Regions from separate parts of the Sus scrofa genome. Here region 1 is linked to region 2. A link is a contact called in public Hi-C data. All regions are on one chromosome and are shown on one strand. The core of a region is the stretch at or near the end of the contact, and the rest is flanking DNA. Distances in the headings are between cores, read along the strand shown.

Region 1 (5,736 bases), core at 449-2,948, 230 kb before region 2:
CCATCCTAGCTGGCCCGTGGCTTTGCCTCATAAACCATGGTGGTGGCACAGGGTGGGGCCGGACGGTGCTGAGGTCAGCTTGGAGCAGCGTGAGCAGATCAAGGGGACCAAAGATCTGCACTTGGGCTCAGTCAGCTACCAGGCACTGATCTGAATGTGTACATGCTCTTTGTAAGGTCCCTACAGCTAGGACTGCTTCTGCCGCAGAATGAGAACCCGAAGTTTGGATATGGTAGGTAGCCCCGAGATGAAGAGAGCAGTCCTTATCTTCCTTCACCCTACGTCTGTCTTTAGTGGTTGTATCTTCTCTTTTGCTCCATGTCTTATTATGTAGCCTGGGGTTACTCCGATAAAGAGGAGAGACGGGCGAAGCCGGCCAACCCAGGTAAGCTGGGCAACTGAGCATCCCCAAAGCACTTCTTCGGTAGCAGGGGATGTAGGCATTGTCTTAATGCCCAAGTGCCCTAAATGGAGATTTGTGAAGCTGTTAAACTCAACCCTGCACTTCCTCTTGTAGTTCATCCCCAGCAGAAGCGCCAGGAATTTAGCTGAGACGGCAAATCTGGTTTTTCCCTTGACTCTGACAGCTCCTTGCTGGAAAGTTTACAAAACAAATGTACTTCCTGCCGGAAGGGGCCCAAATGTCTTGCTCATTGGCGGAGAGCTCCCTTAAATTTTACTTTCACTTTAGAAAAGGGTTAAAGTTAAAATTTCTCAGACAAAGATATAGAATTTTGTCCCATTTCTATATAGTTTAGCCATTACTTTTGGCTTTATTCATGGTGGCAGATACCCCAAGCTGACTGATGGGGATTTCATAAAAGCTTAATCAGATTATTAATAATCCCTTATGTTCTCCATCAGCGTCGAGCTTTGCAGTGTTCAAAGTATTTTCATACGCTTTAACAATTTCAGCTCTGTTGCATACCATCAACGGCCAGCATCTCCCAACATATTTTTAGTAACACCTATATTTAAAAGGCATGGCTCCTGCCTACATTCAATCAGGAAAGTTATTTGATCCTTAATCTAATTCAATAACGTAGCAGGTAGCAAGAAAGGTACTTTAAACAAGGCTACACCACACCACATACTGGTTTTTTGTTTTTGTTTTGTTTTGTTTTGTTTTGTTTTTAGAAGAAACAGAAAACACATTCAGGTGGAAACGTATCCATGAGGATGCAGATTTGATCCCTGGCCTTGCTCAGTGGGTTAAGGATCTGGCGTTGCCAGTGGCTACAGCTCCAACTGGACCTCTTGCTGGGAACCTCCATGTGCCTTAGTGCAGCACTCAAAAGCCAAAAAAGAAAAAAAAAAGAAAAGAAAAGAAAAAAGAAAAAACCACACTCAAACTTGATCAACGTGAGTAAAAGTGGTGAAGCTCAGCATAGACATTTAGGAACCTCAAGGAATCCAAGACACAAATCAAAATATAAGACAGCTTCAAATAAATTAGAAGGGAACGCTGAGACACAAGGCTGCTTTGCCTCTGGAAGCCACAGGGTCTCTGTTTTTCTCTCTCTTTCTCTATGGATTTCTGCCCATACTTTTCTCTCTCAACCAGTTCTCCTCATTCCTTATTTCATACGTGGTCAGTATGGCAGCCATCATGACTCTTCAGCTCTGCTGCACACTATCAACTGCCAACAACTGCCTCTGTTAGTCCAAATTTCTGGAAGAGGTAGTCTGCTTGTCTGAATATTTCTCCCATGAAACAAACTATGAATCACTGGCTAGCTAGGCCTCTGGATAGGAAAAGCAATGGTACATATACATAGAATAGTAGATCAAAAATTATGATCTTTCTTTTATTTGAGAGCTAAGGAAGTTGACCTCAGAGAGGTTGAATAATATTCCACTGTATTCACAGACTACATTTTATTATCCCTTCATCAGTTGGTGGACATTTGGGTTTTTTTCCCCCACTTTTTGGCTACTATAAGTTGAAGAGTCATGTGCAAGATTTTAGATGAACATATGTTTTCAATTCTCCTGAGTATAAACCTAGGATTGAGTAGGATTACACTAAAAATACACAACAAAATGTCTTGAATTATTTTTCTGTTACTCTCTCCCTCTTCCTTTCTACCTCCTACCTAAACAGCAGAACCCTCAAAGACCTTCCCTTCCCTCACTCTAAGCATCCCTAAAGATGCTACCTAAAACTCACAGCTCAAAGAGGCTTTGTCTTCCCCTTCACATTATCTTTTCTACTCACTCTTCCTTATCTGTTCTCTTCTGTAGTTCTCTGTCCTTCCAATAAAAATATTGCTGCTTTGCTGGTGTCTACATTTTTCCTACCACTTTCCCTTATCTGCACTAACATAGCAAAAAGGGGAGGCTGGTGGGTGCCCAACCATGTGTGGGTGTGGATATGCCTGTGTTGGGCTGGGGTGCTACTGCTGGGGGGCAGGGATGGCAGTGAGCTGAAAACACCGCAGATACTATAATTAGGCTGTTTCTGGTCACTGTTAACATTGGATGTATCTAGACACAAATGCTATTCTGAAAAAAGATCTTGAAAAAGTACACTGCAAGGACTGCTAAGGGGGTGGGAGTGAGGGGGTGGGGGTGAAGAACAGCCCTAGCGTGACCTCCAGCCAAGGTCCTGGTGATTCTCGCCACTCTTCTTTCTCAGCAGAACCAACTCAGCATGACAGCTGCTCCCTGCCTCTCTCCTCAGAACCTCCCCACAAATCTCCGAATTCTTATGTGTGAATGTCTTGAATCTAAAATAATGGCATTGGGTTAAACTGTCTCTTCCATCTGAGAAGACAGTGATTCTATGAAATCTGTGTTCTTGAAGTATAAGTGCTTTACAAGGGGAAATCCATACCCTGGATGAGCTGAACTCTAGAAACCGCGCCTTTCCTGTTTCACCAGCAGGTAAGCCCTGTCTTCTGTCTAAGGCGGCAGAGAGGGGTACCAGGGAGCTACCCATCTATAAGCGCTGATCTCAGACAATGCCTAATGCTTTCTCTTTGGGAAGGTGATGCTAAGATTGCTAAGATTTTTATCTGCTCAACATCTCTGACCTCTCCTCAGAACCTCCCCACAAATCTCCGAATTCTTACGTGTGAATATCTTGAATCTAAAATAATGGCATTGGGTTAAACTGTAGTAATAGATCTTGCTTCTTTCAGGCCATGCACAGCCCTTCACTGTTTGGTCAGAGTGACACACCAAAGGAGGGGGCCAAGTGACTCAAGGTCAATCAGAGTGAATTCCTGGGTATTTTTCCAAATATAAGCTGGGAAGAAAGAGATTCTTTCTTTCTTTCTTTGGTGGGGAGTAGTGGGCTGTGCCTGCAACATGTGGAAGTTCCTGGGCAAGGGGTTGAACCTGTACCATAGCTCCAACCCAAGCCACAGCACTGACAATGCCAGATCCTTAATCTGCTGAGCCATCAGGGAACTCCAGAAAGAGTTCCTTGTCATATTTGGTAGTAAGCTGCCAGGATGTAAGCCTGGAGTAGACTGAGGTCATGTCTCCTGTCATTTGGAGAATCTGGTCTAGAGAGTAAAGATAATGTTTGGGAAGAAGCAGAAAAGCAAGGATTCCCCCTGGTAGTGGAGGTCCTGGATCCTGACTTCCCCGAGCCCAGATCCATCCTACTTTTTCCACAACTTGAGTCCGTGAACTAATGAAATCCACTTTTTTTTACTTAAGCCAATTTAAATCGAGTTTGTGTCACTTGCATCCAAAGAGCCTGATGTACAGGGATGGCACGAGGAGTCAGCTGTTTGCACGTGCAAAGGGATCAGAGGTTTTAGAGACATGCCACGTACTCTTATATTTGTTGGAAGGGTATAACATGGCTCTAGCTCTTTGCTTTTATGTGAACCTTCTCTGGGTGCTCACATAAAATATTAAATGACTTGTTATCTTCCATCTCTTCTGTGTCCAGTTCCTTGAAAGCAACCTCTGCCTGGTTGTCCTTGGGCAGGTCTTCTCTGTGTTGTTCACTGGTCATGCTCTTAGATCAGAGAATCTGTTGTCTGCAAGTTAGAGGGCATTTGTACCCACCATAAGATGCAGATTCAGACTGCTTCTCTGAACCTTCTGATGATGTCATTTAATATTTGCGTGTGGTATACTACATATTAGCCACAAGTTAGACTATCAGGTTAAAGAAGGCAGAGACTGCAAAAGGACTTTTGAAAGTGATTTGACACTTCAAAGACATTCACATGCATGTTTGTAGTCCTTAAAACACATATCCACAATATATTGCTTTGAATGTTTTATATGCGAGCTCTTTAAGGGAATTGGGATTTTTGAATAAGGTGTTAAATCCTCTTCTTTTTGAGGAAAATTGCAGAACCTAAACATCCACCTTCCCCTCACCCTGAATCTCAGTGGTTTGAGATAAAACTTGGGAAAATTTCTTTACCACCAATCATGCCCCTGAGACAGGATAGGAAATGGGCTCTGGTTATACCAGTGTCGCCATATTGAATCTGGAAGGTGACCGTGGCCACACTCTGCATCATTCTATATTATTTGGGTGAGTCTGCCCCATCCACCAAACCAAAGATCTTTTAAGGTCAAAAACCTTAAATCAATTCCAGGGAGAGAACCAGGCAACAGGAGGCAATCAATAACACTAATAATGGCTGATGTTTTTAAAGCACCTACTACATGCTAGCGCTCACATCTCTCTTGCCATGTTAGGCTTTAGCTTCATTGGTCTTCTTTCCTACCTTAAGTTTATTGAATCCATCTCTGCCTTAGAATATTTGCACTGTTCCCTTTGTCTGGAATGTTCTTCTTCCTCCTCTAGCTCCTCCATGACACTGTCTTCAGCTCAAATGTCACCTCCTCCATGAAGCCTTCTAGATCACATAACAGAACCCCCGCACACACCAAACAGTGCCTTAAAACAATGATAATCATTTATTTGGCTCAGGATCTGAGAGCTGGGGGCTGGGCTAGACTCAGAGCCCTCTCTCAAGCTCTCTAACCCCTAAAGAATGCAAATTGTGGAGTTCCTGTTGTGGCTTGGTGGTAACAAACCCAACTAGTATCCTTGAGGATGAGGGTTCGATCCCTGGCCTTACTCAGTGGGTTAAGGCTTTGGCATTGCTGTGAGCTGTGGTGAAAGTTGTAGACACTGCTCGTACCCATGTTGCTATGGTTGTGGCATAGGCTGGCAGCTGCAGCTCCGATTAGACCCTTAGCCTGACCTTCCATATGCCTCAGGTGTGGCCCTAAAAGGAAAAAAAAAAAAAAAAAAAAAAAAAAAAAATGCAAATTGTGAGAACAGGGGTCTCGTGTGTTTTATTCACCACTGCATCCCCTGGGTTGACTAGAGCAGTGACTGGCACATAATGGACAATAAATTCACATCAAATGAATGAATGAAAGATAAATGCCAAGGGCCATTCTAAAGTGGCCATCTCATGGAGATCAATATTTCTGGGCTCCATTTTGGATGAAGAGGGACCCTCTTCTCCTTTGCTTTTCTATTCTCTTCTCTTCACCTCCCTCTCCCCTCCCCCACAAAAAAATCACAAATCCCTGATAAGACAGCATTTTTAATCTGGAGTCCTTAATAGAACCATGATCCATTGGATCCAGTTTCACTATCTCATTCTTCATGAGAACAAACACACCCAAGCACACTGGCTTCATTCTTCAGTCGTGTCAAGAGTATTTACACAACCCTACATCCTGCCTATTTCACACATTCTTGATTGGCTTGGATGTGTTTTTGTTTCCTTAGTCTTTTGGTTT
Region 2 (5,947 bases), core at 1,680-4,179:
ATACAAAATGAACCGGTATAATCAAACCCAGATATAAACATGGAAAAGGATCAAAGAAAACGTAGAATATATAAATGGAGACATTCTGAATGATTTTCCTTACACCTAGTGATTTCTGTCATTGGGATCAAGCAAGAAATTAAAAAAAAAAAGTCCATAGACTTAAGGGACCCTAGGAACAATTAAATAATACATGGGTGTGTGTTTTGATGGAGCAGGGCATATTTAGCTATAGAGCACAAAAAGGAAGTGCGAGACATAAAAATAGTACCAGTAACAGTAAAACTTCTTATCTCATTGATTCCATCCATGCATCATGGGTGTGTGACCTTCGAGGTGACACACGGTCTTATGCTTAGAAGGGCCAGCACTTGGTGTAATGCTCTGCTATCACCGTTTTGAAATTCTTAACTTTTAAACAAGAGGCCCCACATTTTCATTTTGCACTGTGCCCCACAAATTACATAACCAGTCCTGACTTCTTATGTACCCTATGAGACTGGCACTATTGTAATTCCAACTTAAAGATGAGAAAGCTGAGGCTTTATGAAGTTAAAGGACTTATCTAAAGTCACACAGCCAGCAAGGTTAAAGGACTTACTTAAAAGTCACACAGCCAGCAAGTGACAGGACTTGAACACAGGCTCCCTCCACAGAAGAATACAGAAAGAATTCAAAGAGGAAGACAGAGAGGGGGGAAGGGGAAAATAAAAAAAGGTCAAGTAAGTCAGGGAACTAGGATTTTATCACCTGGCTTGGGGCTGGTTCCTGACTGATCATGCAATCAAGGTCATGGGTTTAGGCTGAGAGTTAAGGCCACCCCAAGGAGGAGTCTACTCTAGAGCCCATTCCAGGCTCTATATCACCGGACTGCCTGAGTAGAACATGGAAAGGGTACAGACACCCATCAGCCCTTCTGGAAACACCATCTATAGTAAGGAAGGGCCAGCACTGTCTTCCTATTGAAAACTGGCCAACTCTTAGGAGGCTCCTTGGAAAACTAAAGCAGTCAAGGATGAGGATGAGCCTGTTACTTTGTTAAAATGAAACTTTAAAAACTATGCTTCCACACAAAGCTTTCTTAGCTTAGGCAGCGCAGAAAACTGCTGGTCTTTCCATGTCCTATAATTACTCCAGGAAGTCCCAGGGCTCTGCAGGCATCAAGGGCCCAATAGGAGGAGCTGCTGGACTCAATAATTCCTCACATTCTCCTCAGAGCCACCTTTTGGGCTTCCTTTTGCCTGACTCTGGAACAACCCAGGATCAGGAGGATCATCTTGTCAACATTAACAAAACACAGAGCCACACAACGTCTTAATGGTTCTTTCCAGGAAGTTTAGTGGCTGTGATTCTTCCTTTAAATGGATCCTTAGACTTAGAGCACATTTCTAAAGAAAAAAAAAAACAAAAAGCAAAAAAACTTAGACATCAGGGAAACAGTCCCCAGATGAGTAATAAGAAAACAATCCCTCAGCTGCCATCAGTGGTTTCACTTTGGTTAAACGCATTTTATTCTGTTGTGTTTTTTTCCATTAAAGCCAGAGGGTGAGGCCACAGCCCTGTGTGGAGAAGGTTGTGAAGACTTCTCATGGTAATCAGTGGCAATGGGACAGATTTTCAAACAAGAAGCCAGAATGTAGGGCGCAAACCTAAAGCAGAGAAGAAACTCCTGTCCCTCCTTGGGATCCTCTCGTCATATCCAGATCTGCCTCCTTCCCTGCGTTGAGAGAGACACCTTCTGCCATAGGAGGCAGCCAGGAGCTGAAGGCAGAATAGTATCCAGGTTTCCAAATACCCCGGTTCTCCAGAGCAGGTTTTTTTGTTTGTTTGCTTTTTACGGCTGCATCCGAGGCATACGGAAGGAAGTTCCCAGGCTAGGGGTCAAATCAGCTGTAGCTGCCGGCAACAGCCACAGCCACAGCAACACAGGATCCCAGCCGGGTCTGCAACTTACACCACAGCTCACGGCAATGCCCGATCCTTAACTCACTGAGTGAGGCCAGGAATCAAACCTGCGTCCTCATGGATGCTCGTCAGGCTCATTAACTACTGAGCCATGACAGGAACTCCCAGAACAGGTTTTTAATGTACAGATTCTATGACCTACTTAAGGGCAAGTGAATTGGAATTTTGAGGAATGGCCCCAGATCGTTTTGTATTCGTTTTTGTTTTTTTAATTCATCTGTTTTACATTTCCCAAGTGATTCTTCTATGCCCAGACCACAGTGATCCACAGACTAGTTTTTAGAACCACTGGTTTCCCCCCCCTTTTTTTTTTCCCTGTTGCTAAGTTTATTCCCTTCCATTATCCCTTCTGACCTTAAGATGTGTATCCACCCATCCTCCTCACAAAGCAGAGGTAAAGGCGGACAACGCCCCATCACAGGAAAGAATGGGATCAAGACTTAGCAACCATGAGGCTGACTTCTTCTTCAACCAGAGTAGTTCTGCATTTATCTGTTATAAATACTGCACTTCCATGTACATTCATCTGAAGGAACAGTTCCACTGCAGGGGGAAAAAGGTTGAAAAATATTGCCTTTTATAGAACCATAATATAACCCAAAACACATTTCATCTTCAGATCCATGTTAACATTTGAGGCAAATACAGTTTCGTGGGCTACCTCAAAAACCTAAATATCATTTACAGCATGGATCCTGTAGGAAAAACATCCCATGAGTCTGAATTCAAGATGGCAAAAACACATCTCTCTCCCCACTAGCAACTTTCCACTGGTTAAGCAGCCAGATGGGACTTGTTATCGCCCCTGAATACCCTCAACCCCATCCCCAGGACTAAAATGAGTCCTGGCTTGGAATAAAGAAAACTCTCCCTGAAGCCAGAAGGGAATCCCTAGTCCTTCCCTTCTTGACTTAACCACCCCCTGCTGTGGCCACAAAGGCTAGAGGTTGTCCAATGGAAAGGGACAGCACCGGCACACAAGGGCACACCAGTTCTCTCTGGGGCTCAGGAAATTCTGCTCACCAGACCCCTTGCTATACCTATTAGTGTTCCCAATAAATATTTGATGTGCAAAGAGGAAGCTACAGAGCCACTGCCATTGGAGTATGTTAGACCTCCCGCTTTGAACTGCTTTGAGGAGTTAGCTATGAATCATCCCCATGCTCCCCGGGGAGGAGCAGCATTTGTGGACTTAGCCCTGAACATGGGTTAAAGCAGATCCATGTGGTGACCTTATTCTTAGCATCATGACTACAATATCCCAACCAGACAAGGCCAAAAAACCACCATGGTAAGAATTAAGGCACTGCTAACTACTTCATTTGCCAGGCTCATATTTCTCTCTTCCTTAACCTCTGTCTAACAAAACCACATTCTAGCGACTGCTGACTCCGCATAAGGAGCCAAAAGTCCTGTCTGTTCCTGATGCTAATGAATGAGTTTGAATCAATAAAAAAAATTAATTCATAATAGTTCCATCTTAACTGAAAACAAATCAATCCTAAGTGTAAATAACCACATTATACCGCATGTGTCCTGGAGGGAATAAATTTATTTAAATTTCTCAACCGGCAGCACTAACAGCTCCAGTAATGACCTATAGGAGGTAATGACCTAGTAATAGGTACTGACCTATAACATTTGAAGGCTTACCTAGGATACCTGAAAGCCTCAACTGGGCTTGCTAAACTGTGTTAATTGATAACAAGAAGTTAGAATCACACATTTCCTCACATATTCAGGAGCAAAGCTCGAAACCAGTCCTCCTAATTACAAAGGACAATGCCTTAAGCATTCCAGTTAACTAAGAGCTTGTCTTATGATTGCATTTGTAACACTAAAAGCTTTTGTTCATTCATATATCAAATAATAATGGCAGCCAAATGTCAGGCACTGTTCCTGGCTTCTTTTCTAACCACCCGTCCCTAAATTCCACCTTCCAAAATACTGGGTTGCTCAGAATGCCCAGAAAATGCTCTGCTCTGTCCAGGCCTACACATGCTGTTCCCTCTGCCTGGAATGCCCTTCCCCAGGAGAGTATACACACATACACACACACATACACACTCTCTCCCACCTCTGCCTTCATCAGCTTCCAGCACTAATATTTCACTCTCCTTCACTCAGTTCAAAGGCCACTTCTTCCAGGAAGCCCTCCCCAACCCCCTATAGTAATATGAGCTGCCCTAACTTTGTCTCACTGCAAAATGGAGCCTATTTACGTGTATCTCTCTTCCAGTGAGCTTTGCAGAGCAGGAACCATGGCACTGAGAAGAGGTTCTTTTTAGTGGTTACCTAAGCCCTGGAACTAACTCCTTGAATTCTAATCCCAGTTCTCTCTCTTAATCATGGCATTTGTGTATACTAACAATGAAATATTAGAAAAGGAATACAAAAATACAATATCTTTTAAAATTGCACCCCAAAAAATCAAATACCTGGGAATACACTGACCAAGGAGGTAAAGGACTTACATGCTGAGAACTATAAAACACTAATCAAGGAAATTAAAGAAGACATAAAGAAATGGAAAGATATTCCATGTTCCTTGATTGGAAAAATTAATATTGTAAAAATGGTCATACTACCCAAAGCAATCTACAGATTCAATGCAATCCCTATCAAATTACCCATGACATTTTTCACAGAACTAGAACAAACAATCCAAAAATTTATATGGAACCACAAAAGACCCAGAATCGCCAAAGCAATCCTGAGAAACAAAAACTAAGCAGGAGGTATAACTCTTCCAAACTTCAAGCAGTATTACAAAGCCACCATCATCAAAACAGTGTGGTACTGGTACCAAAACAAACATACAGACCAAAGGAACAGAACAGAGAACCCAGAAATAAATCCTGACACCTATGGTCAACTAATTTTTGACAAAGGAGGCAAGAGCATAAAATGGGAAAAAGAAAGTCTATTCAGCAAGAATTGCTGGGAAAACTGGACAGCTGCATGCAAATCAATGAAACTAGAACACACCCTCACACCATGCACAAAAATAAACTCAAAATGGCTGAAAGACTTAAATACACGACAGGACACCATCAAACTCCTAGAAGAAAACATAGGCAAAACACTCTCTGACATCAACCTCATGAATATTTTCTCAGGTCAGTCTCCCAAAGCAACAGAAATAAGAGCAAAAATAAACCCATGGGACCTCATCAAACTGACAAGCTTTTGCACAGCAAAGGAAACCAAAAAGAAAACAAAAAGACAACTTACAGAATGGCAGAAAATAATGTCAAATGAGGCAACTGACAAGGGCTTAATCTCTAGAATATACAAGCAATTTATACAACTGAACAGCAAAAAAGCCAACCCAATGGAAAAATGGGCAAAAGACCTGGATAGACAGTTCTCCAAGGAAGAGATACAGATGGCCAACAAGCACATGAAAAAATGCTCAACATCCCTGATTATTAGAGAAATGCAAATCAAAACTACCATGAGATACCACCTCACACCAATAAGAATGGTCATCACTAATAAGTCCACATATAACAAGTGCTGGAGGGGGTGTGGAGAAAAAGGAACCCTCCTGCACTCTTGGTGGGAATGTAAGCTGGTACGGCAACTATGGAGAACAGTATGGAGATACCTTAGAAATCTATACATAGAACTACCATATGACCCAGCAAAACCACTCCTGGGCATATATCCAGACAAAACTTTCCTTTAAAAAGACACATGTACCTGCATGTTCATTGCAGCACTATTCACAATAGCCAAGACATGGAAACAACCCAAATGTCCATTGACAGATGATTGGATTAGGAAGATGTGGTATACGTACACAATGGAATACTACTCAGCCATAAAAAAGAATGACATAATGCCATTTGCAGCAACATGGATGGAACTAGAGACTCTCATCCTGAGTGAGGTAAGTCAGAAAGAGAAAGACAAATACCATATGATATCACTTATAACTGGAATCTAATATACAGCACAAATGAACCTTTCCACAGAA

What was found. A called contact is a pair of places that touch in the nucleus more often than the background predicts.
Region 1: a Hi-C map of embryonic fibroblasts shows a contact between it and region 2, with 2.2 times the contacts expected there. The contact joins two enhancer-like sites. A contact is called at or near these places in 16 of 47 Hi-C or Micro-C datasets (embryonic fibroblasts, epiblast stem cells, fetal heart ventricle and 8 more) and 1 of 2 datasets of contacts at active chromatin or transcription factors (skeletal muscle).

Annotation. Positions count from the first base shown.
Region 1 is chr2:28,763,578-28,769,313 of Sscrofa11.1, reverse strand. All of the region lies in intron 3 of LOC100737821, which reads right to left. Among named protein-coding and RNA genes, the nearest start is that of RCN1, 52 kb to the right of the region's middle. Within about 2 kb of position 1,698, at least 7 of the 83 cell types and tissues checked have an H3K27ac peak or open chromatin away from gene starts, as enhancers often do. A contact at or near this core is called in embryonic fibroblasts, where this site is marked.
Region 2 is chr2:28,536,748-28,542,694 of Sscrofa11.1, reverse strand. The region is part of intron 1 of LOC100737821; the gene reads right to left. Among named protein-coding and RNA genes, the nearest start is that of WT1, 130 kb to the right of the region's middle. Within about 2 kb of position 2,929, at least 9 of the 83 cell types and tissues checked have an H3K27ac peak or open chromatin away from gene starts, as enhancers often do. A contact at or near this core is called in embryonic fibroblasts, where this site is marked.